2 separate regions of the Sus scrofa genome follow, and region 1 is linked to region 2. Evidence: chromatin contacts called from public HiChIP or PLAC-seq data. All regions are on one chromosome and are shown on one strand. Each heading gives the region's core, a stretch centred on a gene start, on an enhancer-like site or on the middle of the called end of the contact. The rest is flanking DNA. Distances are from core to core; before and after follow the strand shown.

The links. HiChIP or PLAC-seq counts read pairs in DNA pulled down with a chosen protein or histone mark.
Region 1: an H3K27ac HiChIP or PLAC-seq map of skeletal muscle shows a contact between it and region 2. The contact joins two enhancer-like sites. A contact is called at or near these places in 2 of 47 Hi-C or Micro-C datasets (brain and embryonic fibroblasts) and 1 of 2 datasets of contacts at active chromatin or transcription factors (skeletal muscle).

What each region holds. Positions count from the first base shown.
Region 1 is chr2:41,285,197-41,289,796 of Sscrofa11.1, reverse strand. The region is part of intron 10 of SERGEF (secretion-regulating guanine nucleotide exchange factor); the gene reads right to left. Among named protein-coding and RNA genes, the nearest start is that of KCNC1, 120 kb to the left of the region's middle. Within about 2 kb of position 2,621, at least 8 of the 83 cell types and tissues checked have an H3K27ac peak or open chromatin away from gene starts, as enhancers often do. A contact at or near this core is called in skeletal muscle, where this site is marked.
Region 2 is chr2:41,217,023-41,221,371 of Sscrofa11.1, reverse strand. The region is part of intron 9 of SERGEF (secretion-regulating guanine nucleotide exchange factor); the gene reads right to left. Among named protein-coding and RNA genes, the nearest start is that of SERGEF, 110 kb to the right of the region's middle. Within about 2 kb of position 2,536, at least 12 of the 83 cell types and tissues checked have an H3K27ac peak or open chromatin away from gene starts, as enhancers often do. A contact at or near this core is called in skeletal muscle, where this site is marked.

The sequences.
Region 1 (4,600 bases), core at 1,372-3,871, 68 kb before region 2:
GACCCCAGGGCAGGCCACAGTGTCCTCTGGCACCATAAGAAGTGGACGATACAGTATTTGCTTCATTGGTGGGGAAAAAAACCTTCGTTAAATATATGGATGCAGACGGCTTGATGAAGATCTTAATTTTTTTTTTTTTTCTGCTTTTTTGGGCAGCACCCGCAGCATATGGAGGTTCCCAGACTAGGGGTCAAATTGGAGCAGCCAGCCTATACCACAGCCACAGCAATGCAGGATCTGAGCCAAATCTGAGACCTACACCACAGTTCATGGCAATGCCAGATCCTTAACCCACTGAGCGAGGCCAGGGATCAAACCTCATGGATGCTAGTCAGATTCGTTAACCGCTGAACCACAATGGGAATTCTGAAGATCTTAATTTTGCTTTTGGTTTAAAATAGTGTTCTTTTTTGAAAATGTACAAAATATCTATCACTACCGATAGGAGATTAATATTCCTCTACTGGCTCCCCTTTCTCTTCAGGTTCCCTGTGGTTTGCCTATATCTGCTTCTTTGGAAACTCAGAGCAAACTCTACCTGCACTGCTTCCACTCCTTCATGGCTACCTTTGTGGTGGTCTTGGCATGATAAGGAATTCCAGTTCTATCCATCTTTGGAGGATCAGCCCATCGGATGAGTCACCTCTGAGGCAGGCTCATCCTTCTGGTCCACTTGCAGGCTGCAGGCTTTGAGGCTGATGAGGGAAACCATGGCAGGGGTTAGACACATAGGCAGGAGAGACTCTGGGGAGCTCAGTGACAGAGCAGCTGAATGCAGACAGGGCCCCAAGGAGGGACCCACCAGCAGGGCTGGGCGAGGAGGCAGCCTCAGGAAGGCTGGAGGTGAGGCTTGGGCTCAGCTGGTCCCGGCCACTCAAGCCTGGCTCTGCCACTGATAAACTGGGCAAGTCACACCCTTCTTTTAGCCTCGTTTTTCTCATTGTAAGTGAAAAACTTGAATTTGCTTGTGTCCGTGGTTCCCACCCAATTCTGAAATGCTCAATTTTTATTTTTTTTCCCTGTGGATATAAATGACTAAGACTGACACTATGACTCAATAATAAATGTTTGCTTATTTTTATTTTTATTCTTATTTTTTTAGCTGCCTGCACAGCATGCGGAAGTTCCCAGGCCAGGATCAAACCCATGCCACAGCAGTGACAATGCTGGATCCTCAACCACTAAGTCACCAGGGAACTCCAATAATAAGTGTTTATAATCCAGAATCACAGATTCTGAAATCTTAGACCTAGAAGAGACTGACCAATCCAGTTCCTTCTTCCCTACCCATGTGATGAGAAGAAAACAAAGGCCCAGAGAGGGGACTGGAAGTTCTGTGAGGGCAGGAACCATCTGTCTTGTTCTCTGTGACATCCCTGGCACATTTTCAAACATATTTGTTGAACAAATGAGTGAACAAATAACCTCTCTCCAAGCTCACGCGGCCCGGGGGCAGAGAAATATCCTCACTCCTTGCCTGCAGGGAGGGAGCAGGACGAGGCAGAAGGCTCAGACTGCTGCTGGCCCTGAAGGGATGGCGCTCTCCAGCTGGAGAGCCAGCACAGAGCCAGGAACAAATTCTCAAGGCTGGTGGTGCCAGCGGCGGTTGGCCGCAGAGTGGGCTTCTGCTAGAGCCCTCGGTGCTGTGCATAATGAATCACGATGTGTCAATTACTGCATTCTGTTAACAAGCTCATGTCCGCCTGTGCATCGCCAACGAGTGCCCCGCAATTTGCCACAGATCTGCAATTAATATGTAGCAGAGCAAGTGGGACAGAGCATCTTGCGACACTCCAGGCCCAGGGAAGTCAGGAGGGTGGTTTGTCTTTGGCAACTACTAGCTTCACCAACCGGGCAGCAGTATGTAGAATGTACTTTCTCCTCTTCGGGGAAGAGGTCTGTGTCCTGGGTGCCCTTTCCTGTCCTGGAAGGAGTAGGTTGTCTGACTCAGATAAGTCCAGCTGGAGAAAGCCACCTCAGTACTGCTCTCACTGAAGTACTAAACAAAACAGGGCAGAAGTAGAGTGATAACTGAAACCATCGTCTCCGGCATGGGTTGATGGACTGGTTATCTGGTCACAAGGATTCAAAATCCAGCTTCACTGCCCATGAGCTATGTGACCTTAAGTCTCGATTTCTCTGTGACTCAGTTTCCACATCTGCAAAATGGAGATAATAATACCTACTGTGCAGAGGTATTTGCAAAGAGTAAATGAGATAACGCATATCAGACCCAGAAGAGGAGCTGGTACATGACAGGTGCACAATACAGGAGCCTCCTACTGTGTTCAAAATGTTCCCTGAAGGGATTCTAATCTCTGGAGGAAGACTGGGGCCAGGACCCTAGGAAAGCCCAGACAAGAACCTCTGTGTCTTTGACGTGTGTGAGTGTGTGTGTTTCCCCCTCCCCTCCCAAGTGGCTCCACAGTGACGATTACTGCGGTCCTGTGAGGATGTCGGGTCTGCCTCCCGCACCTCCACGCTGGCTGCGTGAAAAGAAGTGAACAAGCCTCCCGGTGAGAGGGGAGGCTGCTCCTTTCTCAGGCAGCACCGCTGCAGCCTCTGACCTACTTTCCTACTAAAAATAGCCCCTCTTAGGTCACTGCCGCAAATTGAATTCCGCTGCTTCACTGCACCCTGTAAGCAGGTGGGTGGGTGTCAGAGCACATTTGGTGAGCAGGAGCCTCCGCTTCTGCGGCGCATGGCTGCCCAAGCACGCCCATCCCCCACGTCTGCAAGGAGGGCAGGGGCTCCAGGGTGCACCCCACCCCACCCACTTATCTGCACACAGCAGGGCCACGCCTGGCCCTGCTGGGATACCTTTCATGGGAAGCAGAGGAGGAGCAGGAAGGGAGGTGCTGGTTCCTGGGCTTTGAGTCTGAGAGAACTGAGTTCAAATACAAGCTCCGCTGCATTCTTTCTATTTAACCTTGGGTAAGATACATAACACTTCTCTGCCTCAGTTTCCTCATCTATAAAATGGAGCTAATGAAACCAATCTTAAGGTATTGTACAGATAAAAAGCTGTGTTTGGCATAGAACATGAGCTCAGTAATGTAGCTATTATAGTTATTCTCCATTGTCTGACCTGTTGCTCTACAATGCCCTCAAGCTGAAGCCTCTCCTAGCAGGGACAGCAAGGACAGGAGGCCACTCCAAGGAAGTAGAAAGATTCTAAGCTGAAAGCACCTCAGAGGTACTTCGGTCAAGGGGTCCCACATATGGCTAAGCACCCCAACAACCAAGGTGGTTTGTTGACAGTACTGATGTCAGGTCCTTGCCCTGGAGATGGGGATTCAGGAATCCAGCCTAGGGATGTGGGGCTCTGCATTTTAATAAGCTTTCTCCTGACAATTCTTTTTTTTTTTTTATTTTATTTTATTTTATTTTTTTGCCTTTTTGCCATTTCTTGGGCCGCTCCATCTCCTGGGCTCCTCGGCATATGGAGGTTCCCAGGCTAGGGGTCGAATCGGAGCTGTAGCCACCGGCCTATGCCAGAGCCACAGCAACGCGGGATCCAAGCCGCGTCTGCAACCTATACCACAGCTCACGGCAACGCCGGATTGTTAACCCGCTGAGCAAGGGCAGGGACCAAATCCGCAACCTCATGGTTCCTAGTCAGATTCGTTAACCACTGCGCCACTACGGGAACTCCTCTCCTGACAATTCTGATGCACTGCCAGGTCTAAGAACCTTTGAGTTAGGCCAGTCACCTCCTTAAAAATAAATGGATGAATGAAGTACTGTTTTTTAATTCAGTAATGCAGGGTCATTATAGAATATGCAGAAAATACGGAAAAACAAAAAGGAAAAGTAAAAAGTGAAAAATAATTCAATCCACATGTACCCATTGCCCATAAGCGCCAGGCCCTCTGTTAAGTACCAAGGATTTGGTGGTAACACAGTTCTGACTTCTGAGAGCTGTCCAGGCTATGTGCAGAAAAAGAATCAGACACAGAGACTAACATAACACATAGGTATTAGATGCCCCTTATGAAATATGCAGGAACAGAGAGAGGGTGCAAAGCTAAAGCTGGACTAGAAGGAGAATAGGGGTTCGCTTGCTGGACAAGGGAGCAAAGGGTATTTCAGCAAAGACAGACAGGACATAACAAAAGCACACAAAGGGGAAAGGTGTTTGTTAGTAAAATGTTCTAAGGTCACCATAGTGAGGCTGCCATATATGGTAAACATGGTGACACAGGGGGTGTGAATGGCTGGGCCCAGATTGTGAAGACTCCCAAGGACCTTAAGAACAGTGCCTACATGGGAGTTCCCATTATGGCTCAGAGGAAACAAATAAGACTAGCATCCATGAGGACGCAGTTTCAATCCCTGGCCTTGCTCTGTGCATTAAGGATCCAGTGTTGCCTTGAGCTATGGTGTAGGTCGCAGATGTGGCTTGGATCTGGCATTGCTGTGGCTGTGGTGCAAACTATCAGCTACAGCTCCAATTCGACCCCTAACCTAGGAACCTCCATAAGCTGTGGGTACAGTCCTAAAAAAAAAAAAAAAAAATTAGGAGTTGATTTCAGGATATGAATTAATAAATGAAAGTGAATGGACATCTTCAAGGCTTTTGATAAACAGTTCCAAAGGA
Region 2 (4,349 bases), core at 1,287-3,786:
AGCTCTTAATTTTCCCAGCTGTCTAACTTGTCGAATTACAAACTCATCTTCAGGGGAATGTATTTAACAAAGGGACGTGCTCTATTTCCCTTTTTACCACCCAGCCAGTGGCTCTGCCTTTGGTTTCATCGCCTCTCCGATCCCCTAGCATAATCCATAGATCACAGGCTCAATTTCCAGCGCAGTACATTAACACGCTGGAGCTGCTCAAAATAAACGAGGCTGGCAAAGTGTAATTATTTCCAGCAAAAGAGTTGGTTCTGCATTTTGACAGTCATCTGATACATTATTGCACTCAATGCTAAACTGCGAAACTGCAAAATTAAAAGAAAGCATTTTTTTAAGTTTCAAAGGTACTCATTATTAAATTATAAAGCAGGTCATTTACGATGAGTCAGTCCCAAACCGGAAAGATCACAATGAAAGACTGCAGGAAGCTTGACTTCTTCGCGTAACCTCTAACGTCCACCATCCAAGGCCATTGTGAAAATTAAATGAGATGGCGCACCTAGCCCAGTGCCTGGGCCAGAAGTCCTCAGTAAATGTTCATTTTCTTCCTTAATTATCATTGTGATTTCTCCAGCAGCAGACGTTACAAACTCCCTCAATTTGTTCATTTGTTCATAACTCCAACATCCCCAAAGGCTCTCAGTCCATCAGGATAAGGCAAGTAAACAGGTAACTCCTACCCGAGGGGATGCTAAGAAAGAGGGACACAAGAGGCCATGGACATGCAGACAAAGACCCCTCACCCCAGACCCCAGGGCGAGCCAGACCTGACTGAGCCACAAAGAGGAAGAGAGGGCAGCAGAGTGTGGGGACAGGTGAGGAAGGCAGGGAGGCCTGAGAGCAAGAAAGAGCACGTGGCTTGGGGAAACCGCAATTAGAACCAGCCTAGAATGACCAGCGCAGGGTAAAGAGGTGGCCCCTCTTTTTGTGATAAAGTGACAAAAGGCACGGACTCCTCTGAAAGTGGGTGAGCATGTCTGCTGCAGCCCACCTTTCCTCGTCCAAATCCCCAGTAAACTAGATCTCCATGCCCCAGCCATGGAGCCTCCCGTGCCTGCTTACAAAGACGAAACCCAAGAGATCTCCCTTGAAAGAGGACTTGATGAAATCTAAGCAACCCAGTGGCCACATCCGAGCGTGCTGAATCAGCTGCACTTCAGGAAACAGAGTCCTTGGGAGACAGTGCGTATCACTTACGCACAGGAAACCGCTCCCATCCACGAAGGACAAACTGTGAAACGTTTAACGTTGGCCTTCAATTATTAAACAAACCCAAATGAGCTCTGGCAGCAAGACAGATCACACACACTCGTAGAGAGGGCTCTGGCAGGCCAGCCTAAATTGTCTTGGGGTTATTCATCAAGATGCCAACAGACAGAGTGAGAGAGAGGCTCTCTGAGATTGCAGGATCATACCCAGAGCCTTTGGAGAACCCCAGGAAGAAACAGTCATGCCCAGCACAGGGAAGAGAAAGTAAAGAGAACCCGACTCTTTGCGGAAAACCTATTTTTTTCTCTGGGTATAACACAGCCCATGCTGACAGAGAGCTCACGAACAACTTTTTGCTCCCTGGTTGGCATTTTCATACTAGCCAGTTTAAGGCTTCCTGGGCAGTTCTTCAAGTTTACTCAGTTGTCTCCCCTGGGGCCATTTTTCAGTCCCCTGGGAACACGCAGCAAGCTGAGGTGAAGCTCAGGACTGACCTGGCTTCAAAGGCTGTTCCCTGTTCACCAGCTGCACAACTTCAGTCTCAGTTTCCCCACAGATGAATGCAGACACAGGGATTGCTGTGAAATTAACTAACACACATGTTATTACATAATAACCTGGCATAACACACACAGGAGGGGGCTCCTTATATATATTTTTTCCCTGCTCCTTTTATTCCTTTTCTTTCTGCCCCTGAAAAATTAGAATGTTTTCCTCTCTAGGTACTGGGTTCACCTCTTTCAATTTTGGATCAAAATGGAGCCTCTGCCTGGTTTGACACTAACTTCCACGGGAGGTTACTCTAACAGGAAGAAATGTGGGTAATGATCCCAGGGCCAGCACTCCTAACTCTGACTATAGACAGTCCACCCCAACTCCAGCTCCATCCCAGCTGACTCATTTATGAGGTCAGCCTGCTTCCCTGCCTGTGCAACCTTCTCCCCTCATAGCTAATGCCTGGCTGTAAGTCCAGCCCTGCCATAGGCCCAGGAATCCGACTCAGGCATAGACTGGCTTCTGCCTCTTGCCTGGTTTGGGCTACTGGATCCTGGGCCCCTGGAGAATGGGAGCCACATCTCAGAGCTCTCTGATCTTCAAGAATCCAGCACATGGCAGAGGCTGGCCAGAGCTGCTGGGGTGAGAGGGACACGGTGCCAGAGGGCCCAATCCCGGGACACGTTCTTAGAAGTTCTGTCCTGAGGCCAAGAAAATTTTTCCGAGGATGGAAATGCTCCAGGAAGCCTAGGCAATGACAAATGAGCCAAGCACAGGCAATCTCCCGAGACTCTTGGTACTCCAGAAACCTTCCCACTCTCGCACACAACCTCATGCACTTGGAGCGGTTTATGTGAATGGGGCCTGGACCAGGGCTGTGGGCAGCACGCACTCTACACTGGATGGAGAGGAAGGCGCTGAAGAAGGACTGGTAAGATATAGAAAGGGGAACAAAAGATGACTTGAGATGTGGAGTCCTGGTCACAGGGCGAGACAACTTAACCCAGTGCTGGGTGCTGGGGTCTCAGAGGTGGGTGTGAGCACAGCCCCAGTCTGCCCTCCCTGCACCCTGAATCCCCTCATTACTGGACTCACACCCTGGACTGACACTGACTTATGGCCTCGCCGACCAGACCACAAGCTCCTTGAGGGAAGAAATGATTTTATTGAATGTTTTATCTACAGCATCTAGCATAGTGCCTGGGACGAACCCCAGGTCTACCAATTACTGTCTCTGGGACCTTGCCAAGTCACTTCAACTCTCTAAGCCGTAATTTCCTAGTCTGTAGAGCGGAGGTAATAATACGCTCTACATCCATGGAGGAGGAAATGAGTGAATGTATGTAAAGCCCTTACTTTAGCCCAGTGTCTGACTGAGAGTCAGAACTCAACAATGGTTTAGGTAATAGTAGTAGTACAAAGCAGACCTTTATATATTTATTTAACAGAGACCTAAGGGTTCAGCTCAATCTGGTAAAAATGCACAGAGAGGCACATTTCCTTTAAAACAAACAAACAAACGAACAAAAAAGCAGTCTACATTTTAAAATAATAGCTGCTTTAAAAGTACCTAAAATCAAATGCACAAGCAAATGCTTGGTGAACTTGGGGCAAAAAAGAGGGATAAACATTCAAACAAATGACTACAAAATTATGTAATAAAAAAGCATAGCAAGAGTACATCCAAATTACTAACAGCAGAAAGGAGAGACAAAATACCGAATTTTGCCTGGACATACACAGAAAATTCACAGAGGAATAGGCAACACTTGAATTAAAAGCTGGAGAACTAAAATCTGGTTAAAGGGCTGGCAGGTACAAAGGCACATAGGCAGGAGAGAGAATCCAGTGTGTCCAGGAATTGCAAGTCTGGCTATAAGCAGGGTCTGTGCAAAGGAGCAGCGGTAACACAATTCCCAGTGTGCTCTTCCAAGAAGAATGGGCTTCTCCTGGAGACACTAAAGAGCCAGGGTAGGAAGGGCACAGGCCCTCTGGTGGCTGTGTGCAAGGTGGGGAAAGGGGGCAAGACTGGGATGAACACAGGGCAGTGAAAGGGGCAGATCTGGGTTGGGGGAAAAGGGAATGGAGATGGGAATGGGACGTGAAGCAAGCCAGCTCAAGGAACTAGGTAGAAACCAGCCTCAGGAAAACCCCAACTGGCCCCTGGCACTCCCCAAGGTGCCTTCATATAAAGGTGGGGCTAAGTCAGAAAGAGAAAGACAAACACCATATGATATGGTTTATATCTGGAATCTAATATATGGCACAAATGAATCCTTCCACAAAAAAGAAAATCATGGACATGGAGAACAGACTTGTGGTTGCCAAGGGTGGCAGGGGCAGGGGGGAGTAGGATGGACTGGGAATTTGGGGTTAATGGATGCAAACTATTGCCTTTGGAATGGATAAGCAATGAGATCCTGCTGTATAGCACTGGGAACGATGGTCGCTTATGATGGACTATGATAATGTGAGAAAAAAGAATGTATACATGTATGCGTAACTGGGTCACCTTGCTGGATAGTAAAAAGTGATAGAACACTGTAAACCAGCTACAATGGAAAAATAAACATCATTACAAAATAAAAAAATAAACAAAGTGGGGGGTTAGGAGTTCAATCACCTGCTTCTCATTT